2 separate regions of the Mus musculus genome follow, and region 2 is linked to region 1. The links are chromatin contacts, called in public promoter capture Hi-C maps. All regions are on one chromosome and are shown on one strand. Each heading gives the region's core, a stretch centred on a gene start, on an enhancer-like site or on the middle of the called end of the contact. The rest is flanking DNA. Distances are from core to core; before and after follow the strand shown.

What was found. Promoter capture Hi-C pulls out the DNA fragments that hold promoters and counts their contacts.
Region 2: a contact with region 1 is called in a promoter capture Hi-C map of liver. The contact joins the enhancer-like site here to the promoter of Nupr1l in region 1. A contact is called at or near these places in 12 of 39 promoter capture datasets (the 3T3-L1 cell line, 3T3-L1-derived adipocytes, the C10 cell line and 7 more), 1 of 484 Hi-C or Micro-C datasets (B cells), 2 of 115 datasets of contacts at active chromatin or transcription factors (the 230-238 cell line and bone marrow-derived macrophages) and 2 of 9 other capture datasets (adipose tissue and liver).

What each region holds. Positions count from the first base shown.
Region 1 is chr5:129,906,588-129,910,815 of GRCm38.p6, forward strand. Nupr1l (nuclear protein transcriptional regulator 1 like) reads left to right here and starts at 1,953. Exons shown (of 3, transcript NM_026916.3): 1 at 1,953-2,334. The coding sequence starts at 2,005. The coding sequence ends at 2,313. It also overlaps a transcript of Zbed5 not described here.
Region 2 is chr5:130,198,332-130,202,830 of GRCm38.p6, forward strand. The region is part of intron 4 of Rabgef1 (RAB guanine nucleotide exchange factor (GEF) 1); the gene reads left to right. Among named protein-coding and RNA genes, the nearest start is that of Tmem248, 22 kb to the right of the region's middle. Within about 2 kb of position 2,055, at least 20 of the 459 cell types and tissues checked have an H3K27ac peak or open chromatin away from gene starts, as enhancers often do. A contact at or near this core is called in 3T3-L1-derived adipocytes, adipose tissue and liver, where this site is marked.

The DNA.
Region 1 (4,228 bases), core at 703-3,202:
CCCACTGAGTCTAACTAACATCATTATGTTTATTTGTTTTGAGAGGTAGGCTCATTTATGTAGTCCTTGCTGGCCTGGCGCTTACTATGTAAACAAAGCTGGCCTTGAATTCACAGAGTCCTGCCTGCCTTTGCTTCTTCCTAAATGCTAAAATTACTGTTGTACACTGATAAATTGATAAACTTTGTTGGCCTGAGGATTAGCAAAGTGGTAGTGCTTAGTACGTTTGAGACCCTGGGATTAATCCTCAAGATACTTTGTTAAGTCCGATATCCGTGTTGCTTTAAGGATGAGATCTATTAATGATTGTCTTTCTTTAAAACAATCATGTGGGGGCCATTCAGATAGTTCATCAGATAAAGGTGGGTGTTACCAAGCTTGAGGTTTTGAGTTCAACCCACAGGACCCACTGGGTGGGAGGAGAGAATAGATTTCCAAAAACTATCCTCTGACATTGTAAGGCCCCGGATGCTGGGCCTCCATTCAAGTCCTGGGATGAACTGGCCAACACCCCACCATCCCGAGAGAAAACCACACCTGATGCAAGCTGCAAGAGGTTTTATTATCAGCTAGCTGAGGACGAACCCCTGGAGCCTCGCAGGGCAGGGGAGTTCGACCCCAGAGGTGACAGTAGGGGGCTTTTAACAGCTAGCTGAGGAATTGGGAGGAGTTGGGAGGAGTTCTTCTCTTCCGGGTGTCCTTGGTGACAAGACAGGAGTGGGGAGTGAGTTCTTTCTGAATTTTTATCTCTGTGTCCTCGGCACAGGAAGGCCGGCATCTCTGGTTGTACAGTATAGAAACAAAAAAGCCTTTTGCTGGCTATAGAGAACAAAGAGCTTCTTTCTAGCTGTATTTTTAAAGATCAGGGAAAACAAGCTTGGGGAAATGTTTTAGGGGTTTACCTTTCAGGGAGAAATGCTTTAAGCCAGGGTCTCACAACATCCATGTGCACACACATTACTTTTACATTTACATGCATTTATTTGTGTGAATGAGTGTTTTGCCTGCTTGTATGTATGCCCCAGGAAGCCAGAAAAGGGCTTCAGGTCCCCTGGGACTGGAGATGTAGACAGTTTTGAGCTACCATGTGAGTGTTGGGAGTAGAACCCAGATCCTCTGCAAGATCATAACCACTAAACCCTCTCCAGCCCCTTGGCTCTAACATGCTACTTGTGATGTTTAGTAAGTCTGTCTTCTTAACTTATGAAGCATGCCTTTGTGTAGATTTGTTGAGGGAATTTCCAGAGATTATAGATTGGAGAGAGACAACCCACCTTGAATGTAGCTGCATCATCAGTAGGCTGGGAACTTGAATAAAAATGGAGGGGGGGGGGTACCAAAAAAAAAAAAAAAAAAAAAACACAAGCAAGATGCTAGAATTCCCCTTTCTTTGCTTCCTAATGGACGAATGCAGATTGAATAAGTAGCCTCAAGATCCTGCCCACCGTGTCTTAGCTGATTGTATTCTCAAACGATGAGCCAAAAAAATAACCTTCCCTAAACAGATTATTGCCAAACATTTGGTTATAACAATGAAATAGTAATGTCGTGAAGAGAATTTTCTTGTCACAAGAACAAAGTTAAAGCAATTCAGCAAGCCAGTTTTCTTTTTGCACAAATGAACCCAAACTAGGCTAGCAAATTCATTTGGCCAGAGCTCCTCGTCTTTTATCGCAGTGTTAGGATTATAGGTGTGTGCACAACCACACCTGACTTATACAGTGATGGGGATGGAACCCAGGCCTTTGTGCATGCTAGCACTCTACTGAGTCACATTCCCCAATTCCGTCCCTTCAGGTTTTAACCAGCGAAACCAGGTTTATTATACTTATTTACAATTCGGACCCCGCGAAGAAACACAATTCCGCATCTGGAACAAAGAAGCATGGAAGCCACGCCCCCTGTGAGGTCACAGAGCGCTCCCTACAGCGGAGCCAATAGGAGCACTGGGTGGGGCATTCCGGCGGAGTGACCAGCGGCGGCGGCGGGCGGAGCGCATCGGCGATGGACCCTCCAACTCGTCCTTCTGTCTCCGGCCCAAGGACTCGAGCCCGCCCGCCGCCGCCGGAGGCGCTGCCCACCGTCGGCTTCGAAGAGGAGGTGTACGACTGCCTGGATTACTACTACCTGCGTGACTTCCCGGCCTCTGGGGCTGGACGCAGCAAGGGCCGGACGCGGCGCGAGCAGCAGCTACGCACCAACTACCCGGTGCCCGGCGGCCACGAGCGCAAGGTGGCGCAGATACTGCTCAACGGGCAGCGCAAGCGGCGCCAGCGCCAGCTGCAACCGCGGCCGCGCACACGCCTGGCCTGAGCACACGCCACGCTTGAGCGGGTATGGGCAGGCGGAGCCCATTGGTGTTGGGTAGGGAGTAGAATGTATATCTCAGGTCGGCCTCGAACTCAGTGTGTAGCAGAGGATTACCTTGGACTCCAGATTGTCCTGCATCCAGCTTCCATGGATGGGCTGGGATGCTAAGACATGAGCCACAATGTCCAATTCTTTTTTTACTCTCTTCTCTTTTCCTTTCCTTTTCTTCTCATTTCTGACACTGTCTCCTAAACTGACCTCGAACTCATCACCCCTCCAGCGTTTACCTTAAAATGCTAAAGTTTCAAGCATGGGCCATGATTCCCTGCTGTGTGGTTTTGTTTTATTGATGATGCCCGTAGCCCAGGATTCCATGGTGTGTAGCAAGCCTCAGCTTCTCTAGTCCTGAGATGACAGGTCTGGCCACCATATTCACCTGTCATCTGCTTCTGAGACTTCCCAGCGTTAATCATAACTGTGCTGGCTCCCGATCCCCGACCCAGGGGTTTCCCGGCTGCTGGTGAAAGTCTCCACCGTTTGGAAGTTTGCAATTGTGTGAGAAAAGTCTACATTGGAAATATAGGGAAATGTCCGAGGAAATCCATCTTGGCAGGGTGGCTCACACCTGTAATCCATCTCCAGCCTCTGTGCTCAGGAGACCGCTGGAATTGGAGGCCAACCAGGAACACTCTTTGAGGCACTGTCCCAAAACAAAACTGCCCCTCCTCCTTGTTTGCTTCCAATTGCTGTAATAAACACCGTGAACTTTTGCTTGCAACTTGGGCAGGAAAGGGGTTGTTTCACCTTAAAGCTTACAGCCCTTCCTGAAGTCAGGGCAGGAACCCAGAGGCAGGAACCGGAAGCACAGTTCCCAGAGGTTCATGTTCAGTTACCTTTCTTGTACCTCCCAGGACTATCAGCCCCGGGTGATACCGCCCACAGTGAGCTGAGCGTTGAGAAAAATCCCCGCACTGACTTGTCTCTGACCAGTCTTACAATAGAGGTATCTTTCCAGATGACTCTAGTTTATGTCGAGTTGACAGAACCAAAACCCAGCAAGCCAGCAGACAGAAACTGGGCATGATAGTGCCCACCTCTATGCCTCTTTGAACTAGCAAAGTGAAAGAGTGGGTCAGAAGTTCAAGGTCAGAGGCTGGAGAGATGGCTCAGCCATTAAGAGCCCTTGCAGCTCTTGCCTTTTAGGATCCCCGCACCTGTATTAGATGCCTCGTTACCGTCCATAGCTCAAGTTCAAGGGGGATCCAACACCCTATTCTGCCCTGTGAGGACGCTGCATGTATATCACACAGACATACGCGCACTTAAACACATAAAAATGAACAAGACATTTAAAAGTTCAAGATTGCTGGGCGGTGGTGGCGCACACCTTTAATCCCAGCACTTGGGAGGCAGGGGCAGGCAGATTTCTGAGTTTGAGGCCAGCCTGGTCTACTGAAGGGCTCCAAAACATCCAGGGCTACACAGAGAAACCCTGTCTCAGGAAAAAAAAAAAAAGTTCGAGACCATTGGCTACATAGTATGGGGCCAGCCTGACCTATAGGAGACAGGAAAGGGGAGGCTGAGAGCACAGTTGAGTTGATAGTTTTCACTTAGTAAGCATAAGACTCTGGGATTAATCACTGGCACTCTGTAAATAGGACCCTCATCTTAATATTCGGGAGATAGAGGTTCATGGAAGTTCCTGGTTATGCTTATCCTTAGTCCCAGAGCTGGAGGCCAGCCAGACGCCATCTTTATATATGGCTGGAGAGATGGCTCAGCGGTTAAGAGCACTGACTGCTCTTCCAGTGTTCCTGAGTTCAATTATCAGCAACCACATGGTGCCTCACAACCATCTGTAATAGGATGCCCTCTTCTGGTGTGTCTGAAGACAGCAAGTGTACTCATATATAAAATA
Region 2 (4,499 bases), core at 805-3,304, 290 kb after region 1:
TCGTTACCTGTGCTAGTGCAGCCTGCCTGCATAGACCTTTAGCTCAACTGTTTGGCCAGGAGCAGGAACTAGACTTGGTTCCTCATTGCTTGGATTTCTTTTTGTGTTTGGATCTTCCTTCTGTTCCTTATTCCTCAGTTAAGGCAAGGTCTCACTGTTATAGAGTTGGCTGGCCTGGAACTCACTATATATACCGGGCTGACCTGAACTCACAGAGATCCACCTTCGAGCTAAAGGTGTGGCCACCAAGCCTGTTGTCAATGCAGAGTTTTAGTATGCTTCTCTGTGTTTGTTTAGAGAAGGAAAGAGAGTGTAGAGGTGAAAGGAACCTTGGTGGCTACAGTTTCAGTCCCGTTGTTTTGTAGATGAAGGATGGTGAAAGGCAAACAAAACAGTGGTCTGGTTAGCTTGCTAGAGTTTTCAAAGTGAACCAGAGCTGTGGCTTCCACATGCCTCTCACTGTAGCCCAGGCTAGTCTTCAGCTCCCTGGTTCCTGCCTCAGCTGGCACAGTGCTAGGATTGTGGAAACACACCATCATGCCTGTAGGGGGTTATTTTGTGAGGTTTTGAGGTGGGGTCCCGGTCATGCTTGCCATATGGCTGAGACTGGCCTTCGACTTGAGACCCCCCCCCCCTCCCTGCCCCCTCCATAGCCTCTGGGATGCTGCTGCCATTTAGGGGTGTCATTTGCCACAATGCTCCATCACACCTGTGTCTTTAGTCCAAAGTTTCTTATCTGTAATTTTAGTTCTCATAATTCATAAAACTATTTGTGAAAGGAATCATTTTGTAAGAAAAACTGAAGTTTTTTCACTTCTACCATATTAAACTCAACTAGCTCTACCAGTGCCTTCTGTGAGGGGAAGAGAGCTTACAGAGAGGGGAGGGAACGGCGATCAACAAGCAGCTGCTGTGGCCATGCCCCCAAATGTTCTAAGATTCGGTGCTCCAAGAAAGGGCTTTCCTTCTTGCTCTTCGGGGGTGTTGTGACCCCGTGTTAGAAAGACTGTATCTTTTACTTTAAGTGTTTATGAAGAAACAGTGACATTTGGAGTTGAAGCAAGCTGCCACTGAGGTGTGTGTGTGTGTGTGTGTGTGTGTGTGTGTGTGTGTGTGTGTAATGACACTGAGGTGTGTGAGGGGAGGGATAGGCTTGAATGTGTGAAAAGTCAAGTTTGAGGTTGTTTTTGCAGTGTCAAGAGGACACCTCTGATAAAGTTGTATTACACTGTAGTATGTACAGAATATATACTACTGTGTTTATATTGTATCTACAGAAACACTGATCAGCTTGGGTTTTTCTTCTTCTGAGAAGCATAAACTACCCTTATTCTTTAAGCACTTAATTGACTTTTTAGTGAGTCTGAAAATAAAGAAGCAAGTCTAGCATAGTGATGCACACCTTTAGTAACAGCAGTTTAGAGGCAGAGACAGGCGGATCTCTGTGTTTAAGTTTAGTGGTCTACATAGTAAGTTCTAGGCTAGCCAGGGCTGCACAGTGCAACACTGTCTCTTTCTTTCTTTTTTTTGGGGGGGGGGAGGGGGTTTGTTTTTTTTTTTGAGACAGGGTTTCTCTGTGTAGCCCTGGCTATCCTGGAACTCACTCTGTAGACCAGGCTGGCCTGGAACTCAGAAATCCACCTGCCTCTGCCTCCCAAGTGCTGGGATTAAAGGCGTGCGCCACCACGCCCGGCGCAACACTGTCTCAAATAAAAAGGAAATAGAAAAAAAAAAAACAAACAGGAACACTATGCTGTGTGTTCAGAGCATCACTAATTGGTGCTGGAGACCTGATAAGCTTCAAATTCCTCCTGACTTAAGAACTACTGTGCAGCTAATTTTCTTTTATACTAGCGCCAAGTGTTTTGTGGTAAGGGGTCCAGTTGTTCATGTGTCTTGTGTATCTTTGGTGTCTAGCATGATGGGCAACATCCAGATACAGCTCAGGTGGATTTTTAAAATTGCATTGATTGGTTGATTGTGTGTGTGTGTGCTTGTAGGTAGGCATGGGTATTTAGAGGTCAGAGGATGACTGTCAGGAGTCTGCTCTCACCTCTACCATGTGGGGCTCAGGGATCAAATTTGAGTCACCAGGCTTGGCAGCAAGTGCCTTTATCCATCGGGCTACCTCTCCAGGTGTTTGAAGGAATCTCTACTGGCCTTTGACTCCAGGTTATAAAACTTACTATTTATGTCTGAAGTCACATACTCTAGCTTTACGACAATACTCAGATAAATTTATTAAATACAACGTAGGGAACGGTTCTTGGAGATTTGAAATGCACTTAGATTAAGGTGCACTTTGAATTCTTCAAATGTGTTTGCAAACCTTTACCCCACTTAGACTTTGTCTATCACTCTAGTGCCTCTTCAGCATGCTACGTAAGCCCTGCTTGTAGGGGCCACCCCACTGACCCGGCTGCACTGGGCTGTGTAGGAGCCGCCCCACTGACCCGGCTGCACTGGGCTGTGTTCCTGGGCATTGCACAGATTGTTTTCTCCCACGTTGCTGAGGCCTAGAACAGTGACACACTCCTGCTTCTGTCCCATGTGGATCGTTCCTGTTGTTTCCAGTCCTAGTTAATGCCAGAGTTGAACAACCTGTTCTGTGTGAGGGCCAAGACAAGAGAGTTGTTTTCAGAACTGTGTTAAATGCCTTCCCCAGCTATTTGTTCTCTGTTAGGAAACACTTTATTTGCATTTAGGTTTTTAAAAAAATTCCTGAACATTATTACTTCTGGCTGAAATTTCAATGCTTGCATATTTCAGACCCACCACAATATTGCATTATATAATGCTTTAACCATCCAACAAAATTTTATTTGCTAATTTTTTGAAGCTTGTTAATTTTATCTCCAGTTTTAAAAGCAGAGTTAGTTTAGTAAAGATATTTTGAAATAGATTTTAGGCTTAAGGATGGGGTGGAGCACTCCGGAAGAAAGTAAGCACCCTAAGAGGCATGCGTGGGCTGTGGGGGCTCTAATGGGAGAGTCACTCAGTTTTTCTTTTTTACGACTTACTTTTTTTAATGTGGGTATTTGCTCTAGGCCAGAAGAGAGGATTGAATCCCCTGGCATGGGAGTTACAGGCAGTTATGAGCTGCGACGTGGGTGCTGGGAACAGAACTCCACCCTTCAAGTATTCTTAACCGCAGAGCCATCTTTCCAGCAACCACCTCTTTTCTTTTTAATTACATTATCACCTATTGGGTTTCCTTTCTTTTGAGGCAGGGTCTCACTCTGTAGTTCACTCTGACCTTGAACTTGTAATCCCTTGACTGCTGAGGTTCTAACCATGTAATCCTACCACATCTGTCTCTGTGATTGAATATGTGTCACTGAACCTTGTCATAGTCTTCAGGATGTATGTTGTCACTGTACTGAGAAGAGCAGGCACATGATTGACGTAACATCCTTGCATGAATCGCTGCTGTAATCTCGCAGGATTGGGAGATCTAGGACAGGATCAAGTTTGAAGCCAGCCTAAACTACATAATGAGTTCCATGTCAGCCTGGGCTACAGAGTGAAACTCTGTCTCAAAAAACCACCAACAAAAAGATTCTGAAATTAAGAAAACAGAGGAGGTGGTCCAGGAATACAGCTTACTTAGCACACAGCAGGTCCTAGGTTTAGCCCTAGAACTGTGAAAAGAATGTGGAGAAGGCTCCCTGCCTTTGATTCCAACCCTCAGGAGGCACAGACAGGTGGATCTCTTGTTCCTGGCTAGCTTGGTCTATAGAGTGAGTTCTAGGACAGGCGGGGATACACAGAGAAACTATCTCAAAAACAAACAAGAGAGAGAGAGAGAGAGAGAGAGAGGAGAGAGAAAGAAAGGAAAGGAAAAAGAAAAGGAAAGGAAAGAAAAGGAAAGGAAAGGAAAGGAAAGGAAAGGAAAGAAAAGAAAAGAAAAGAAAAGAAAAGAAAAGAAAAGAAAAGAAAAGAAAAGAAAAGAAAAGGGCTCAGCGGTTAAGATCACTGATTGCTCTTCGAGAGGTCCTGAGTTCAATTCGCAGCAACCACATGGTGGCTCACAACCATCCGTAATGGGATCCAGTGCCCTCTTCTGGTGTGTCTGAAAACAGTGACAGTGTACTCACATACATAAAATAAATAAATCTTAAAAAATAAATCACCCCCCATACCAACTTGAGAGAGAACGAGGTTGGAGGGGGGGATGGAGTAAAAAAAGTGCAGAAAAGGCCGTGTGTGGCTTCATGACAAAGTTCTGAGTTCAGCCTTCAACACCTGAATTTTTTTTTTTCAATAAGGAAATTAGAAGCTAGAATGTAACTTGTATAAAAGAATCTTATAAAAGGTTATCTAGACATGGCTCAGTAATCAGGAGGAAGCTGGTTCTACTTGTTCTGGGGATCCAAAAGTTTGACAACACTCACCTCTCTGCTGGCTCTGCACTCATGTACACACACACAGGCTTCACAACACTCACCTGTCTGCTGGCTCTGCACTCATGTACACACACACACACACACACAGGCTTC